Linked DNA regions of Sus scrofa: region 1 is linked to region 2. The links are chromatin contacts, called in public Hi-C maps. All regions are on one chromosome and are shown on one strand. Each heading gives the region's core, a stretch centred on a gene start, on an enhancer-like site or on the middle of the called end of the contact. The rest is flanking DNA. Distances are from core to core; before and after follow the strand shown.

The links. Hi-C and Micro-C count contacts between places; a contact is called where the count stands out from the background.
Region 1: a Hi-C map of alveolar macrophages shows a contact between it and region 2, with 4 times the contacts expected there. The contact joins two enhancer-like sites. A contact is called at or near these places in 15 of 47 Hi-C or Micro-C datasets (alveolar macrophages, blood, embryonic fibroblasts and 7 more) and 2 of 2 datasets of contacts at active chromatin or transcription factors (alveolar macrophages and skeletal muscle).

Annotation. Positions count from the first base shown.
Region 1 is chr17:38,158,617-38,161,316 of Sscrofa11.1, forward strand. All of the region lies in intron 5 of NCOA6 (nuclear receptor coactivator 6), which reads right to left. Among named protein-coding and RNA genes, the nearest start is that of TP53INP2, 56 kb to the left of the region's middle. Within about 2 kb of position 1,450, at least 1 of the 83 cell types and tissues checked has an H3K27ac peak or open chromatin away from gene starts, as enhancers often do. A contact at or near this core is called in alveolar macrophages, where this site is marked.
Region 2 is chr17:37,758,997-37,761,696 of Sscrofa11.1, forward strand. No RefSeq gene overlaps it. Among named protein-coding and RNA genes, the nearest start is that of AHCY, 16 kb to the left of the region's middle. Within about 2 kb of position 1,330, at least 23 of the 83 cell types and tissues checked have an H3K27ac peak or open chromatin away from gene starts, as enhancers often do. A contact at or near this core is called in alveolar macrophages, where this site is marked.

The DNA of each region.
Region 1 (2,700 bases), core at 200-2,699, 400 kb after region 2:
CCATCAGGCCCTGTTCAACAGAAATACAATAAGAGCCACACACATAATTTTAAATTTTCTAGAAGCTGCAGTAAAAAGGTAAAGAGAAAACAGAAATTAACTGTAATATTTATCTTACTTAACCTAATACATCCAATGTATTATTATTTCAATTTATAATATAAAAATTATTAATGAGATAATTTTATATTACTTTTTGGGGGTGCTAAGTCTTCAAAATCCAGTATGTATATTACCCCACTTATAGCACATATCAGCCTGAACTAGTCACATTTCCAGTACTCAGTAGTCACATATGGCTTGTGGTTACCAGAATGTTCACCCCAGATGTGGTCCTTGCCTATCTCTCTAACCTCAATGCACACTACTTTCTCCTTCAATCGTAAGGATTCAGCCTCAGGGCCATTTTTTTACTTTGTAAGGCATACAAACCCAATTCTCACCTCAAGGCCTTTGCATGTATGTTGTTCTCTCTGCCTAAAACAGTTCTCCTGCACTCTTCACATAAACCAACTTCTTAATTTTCATGTAATCTTAAGAGTCACATGTTCCAAAAGGCTTTCTCCAACCATCTTATCCAAAGTTAGGTCACCCTTATCAGAACATCTTGTTATTTCTTCTAGAGCACATCCTATGTAGTTACTTACTCATTCACTTATTTTCTTGTCTGCTTCCCCTTTATATCTGTTATCTAGCATAGTTATTAATAGTTAATTAATAGTTTTTAATAGTACCCCCTCTTCACTCTCAAAAGTTTCCTAATTTAGATGATAAATTAGATGGCTATCTTAATTATATCCTTTAAACACAGAACAGTGCTTGGCACACGGGAGGCACTCATTAGCTATTTACAGAATATATGATAAGAACATCTTATCATAACTTTACAAAGAAATATAGGCATTTTTCCAAATGATAAATGCATTCCTAGAAAACCTCACATTCTATAAACTCTCACACCGAAAATAACAAGGTTTATGGGAAAAACAGTGTTGAGGCAAACTCAAAACACATGTGGCTTTGAAACCAGAGCTCTAACAAAAACACAAATTAGTGGAGGAGTTCCCATCGTGGCTCAGCAATTAACGAATCCAACTAGAATCGATAAGGATGCGGGTTTGATCTCTGGCCTCGCTCAGTGGGTCAAGGATCTGGCTTGCCATGAGCTGTGGTGTAGGTCGTAGACACAGTTTGGATACTGCATTGCTGTGGCTGTAGTGTAGGCCGGCAGCTGTGGCTCCAACTGGACCCCTAGCCTGGGAACTTCCACATGCCTCGGGTGCAGGCCTAAAAGTACAAAGCAAACAACAACACACACCACACACACAAATTGGTGGAGACAATATGCCCAAAGACACTAGTATGGAAATGCCTGGTTAAAGGTGTGAGGAAATGTAGATGCAGTGGAGCTTTGAGGCAGTGAGGCTTCCACTGAAGCGGGAACAGGAAGAAGTGAAACTTGTCACATGTCAAGAGCCATGCAATACTGAGGGTGTATTTCTGGGGAAGATATCTGAGTGTAACTTCTCATCCTTAATTTTCCTGAAATTAAGCTGAAAGGACTCCTACATATCTAGCAACTAAACTAAAGGCTTTTTTCTTCTTCTTGTGGATAATTTTCTTTCTTCTTTTTTTTTTTCTGGTCGCCCCCAAGGCACATGGAGGTTCCCCAGTTAGGGATTGAATCAGAGGCAGAGCTGTGACCTACGCTACAGCTGCAGCAATGCTGGATCCTAAACTCACTGCACCGGACTGGGGATCGAACTGACATCTGGATCAATCCCACTGCACCACAGAGACAAGCTGGATTGTTAACCCAGTGCACCACAGAGGGAACTCCTCTTATGGATAATTATCCTTCTATTCCTACTATTCTAACACCTCTTGCCCAGGGGGAAAAAAAAAATCTCATACGAATAAACACAATTTCCATACTATACTGACGTTATTGTCCTATTTTCCAATTACACATAAGCTAGCTGTTTTCAAGGAAACACACATAGAGAACACTACTGACTCCCAGACTTGCTGATTTGGGTCAGTAAACCTTGGCCTGTGTGCCAAATCTAACCTGCTGCCTGTTCATTTAAGTAAAGTGTTCCTAGAACATAGCACCTTCATTCATTTACATATTGCCTATGGCTGTTTTTGCACTACAACTGTAGAGCTGAGTTGACTTGACAAGAGATCTTCTGGCCAAAAATATTAATTCCCTGCCCCTTTACACAGACGCCTGCTTTAAATCACCATGAATTTTTACAGAGCGGTCAAAAAAACGTCCTCAGAAAAGACACCTCCTTTACTGAAACTCAAAAGACGGGTACAGGAAGTATTCTTCAATGGAGAATAAACTGCAGGAGGAACAACCTGTCCCTCCACTCCTGCAGCAGACACCATGACAGTGGCAGCACCTTCTCTTACAACTTAAAAGGCATTAGACCATCACCAGTTTCACAAAAGCAACAGTTGCTGCCACCACTTAAACTCCTGCCTGAATTCCTAGGGAGTATGGAATGAGAAAAGGAGATCACCTGGGACACATATGCGTAGGCTCAAAGTTAAAGAACCCTTTTCTGTAATGTGATAATCATTGCCCTATGTGGAGTTCATAATTTCTTGCAATATGATTTCTATTTTGCTTCCTTGATGATACTTGCATTTTAATTTGTGGAACCAGTCTTACCCTTTAAAGAACTTGGA
Region 2 (2,700 bases), core at 80-2,579:
TCCATTGTCAAGACGAAATATTAAGTGAAGGAAAAAGAAAGGATTGGCAGAACAGTGGGCCTAGTATGTTATTGTGTAAAAAGAAAAAAAAACCTTGCAAATAGGTTTTTGCCTATTTTCATACATAGGCATGTAGATAAATAGATGCATACGTATCAGGCTGTGTTCACAAACAACTACTAACAGTGCTAGAGGAGGGGCTGTCCGCCCACTCTGCTGAAGGCCACAGGGGACAAATAATTGTCAGACCCCCCCTTCTCCCCAGCCTGGCGCCAGCAGCAGGCTCTGGGGAGGCTGAGGGGCCCGGGAAACAATGGGCAGAGACAGACCAGGCCCTGTGGCCTCATCGCCCGCCCTTTGAACCCGCCCTTTAGTTGTTTGCTTTTGCCGACATTTAGGTCCCCAGCTTGGAGGGTGGAGAGGGGCGGAGAGGGGCGGAGAGGGAAGGAGCCTGTCCATTGGCCAAGGGGCCCTCCCGACTGCCTTGCTCAGATTCGGGATTAATTGGGATGCTGAGGACAAGGATGTCTTCTTTGGGGGATGAGATAAAAGAATACAGTTCTGGGACACCCCCACTGCTCCACCCCATCAGGGTGTCTCCCCCTCTCCCCAGTTCCTTCCACGCCCCTAACTCCAGGCCCCCTCAAGTTTGTGAACTTCCCTTGGGTCCGCTTTGGCTTTGATGTCACTGCTGGGCAGTGGAGTACTGAAGCGGGGGTTTTCTTAGAGAGCTTGGAACAGCCTCTCCCCCACGCTGCCACTTAATGCTTCTCATCCCAGACCGCCACGTGGAAAGCACCCAATATTTGTGGAATGAATTAACACTCCCAGATGTCTGCCTAGGAGCCCGCGTTGTGGTGTTTCTCGTCTTCAGCCCTCAGACCTGGCTGTCTTTGGGATGGGGGTCACAAGCTCCCCAAGTCCGACTTATGTCCCCAACTGAGACTGGGTGTCCTCTTGACTCAATTCGCATTCCAGTCCAGGCTCCCATGATCCTGTTATACTAACACTTACTGGGAGCCTGGTCCAGGGACCCTAGGAACCCAGAGGTCTGGGATTTTACTTCTTCATTTCTCAGATGATCCTTTCCCTTGAGGAGAGATAGACACGGAACATGGGATGTTCTGAGAGCTTGAATCAGGGCTGCCCCGGGTCCGGAGGTCGTCCTGAAGTGGAGAAAGGACGAGTTCAGCCGACAAAGAGGAAGGAGGCTGCTCCCCAGCACGCTGCCCCTCTGCTGGGCTCCTTTTGTTGGGAGTCCCAACAGCACCCCCACCTCCGAACTGCCTCTCCGTCTGGAGCCCATCTTTACCCAGTAGTGCCAGGAGAGGGCACCCTGCTCCTAGCTTTGGCTTCAGCCTGCCGCACCCTGTGATCTCACATAAAACCCCTGGGAGATGGGCAACATTTTTAAATGTAGGACTTCCCATTGTGGCGCAGCGGAAACAAATCTGACTAGTAACCATGAGGTTGCAGGTTCAGTCCCTGGCTTTGCTGAGTGGGTTAAGGATCTGGTGCTGCTGTGAGCTGTGATGTAGGTCGCAGATGTGGCTTGGATCATGTGTTGCTGTGCCTGTGGCATAGGCCAGAGAGTGAAGCTCCAACTCAACCCTAGCCTGGGGGAACCTCCATATGTGCAGGTATGGCCCTTAAAAAAATGCACTTTATTGCTACCTCTCATAGAAGAAACTAAGGTTCAGAGAATTTTGATGGACATGGCTAGAGGGTAGTCTTTTGACTTGGTTTGAGTCTTTAGCCTGTGGAAGTATCTGCTCTGGGTATTGATAGTGACACCTAGAATAATGATATCAGTTAACATTTGAGTACTTCTTATGTGCCACTCTATAAGGTAGGTGCTGCAATTATACCCATCTTACAGATTTAAAAAAAACTGAGGCTTCTAGTTAGGAAGTGCCAATGATGTCTGGTCTAGAACCTCTGCTAATAAGCACAGTGCCACCCTGCTTTCCATAATGCCCTCCCCCACCACCCTACGTTCATTTGAGAGTGCTAGGACCCAAGAAGGAACAGGAAAAGACCTTGCTCCCCTAAGTGCCATCTTAGTGAGCATGTGTGTGTATGTGTGTATACGGTCATACAAACCCTTGCACATGTCCATTCACACCTGTATACATTCCCAAAAGCAAAAAGCAGGAAAAAAAAAAAAAAGCACCTGTATACATTCCCCACCGTCACACCCAAATACACACACACATATTTCACATTCTCACATACTGACACGTATTCAGACTCTTACCCACACTCTGTTGGGTTCAGCCGTTGACTGGGCTTTAACTAACTGCCAGGACCCTGAGGCCCAAGGGAGCTTCAGCCAGTGATGTGTAAACTCTGTGTGATGCTCCGCTCCTCCCTTCTTCTTCCCTTGCATTCATTCCAAAAACATTGCTGGGAATCGCTCAGTGGAACACCAGTGGGTGACTCAGACCTGGCCCCTGCCTTCAAGGAGCTTCCTTCCTGTGACAGCCACTCCCACACAGATCATCCATGCTGGGACAGGTCTGAGCAGAGTGTCCAGAGTGGACAGAGGGGTCAGCCTGGGGCTGTGGAGGTTTCTCAGAGGAAAAGGTACCCACTTGGGTCTTCAGAAAAAGCTAGGCAGAAAAAGCAGGAAGAAACTGTCCAGGGGTGGGAACATTTGCACAAAAGGGGGGAAAAATAGCACCTCACATCATGAACTGT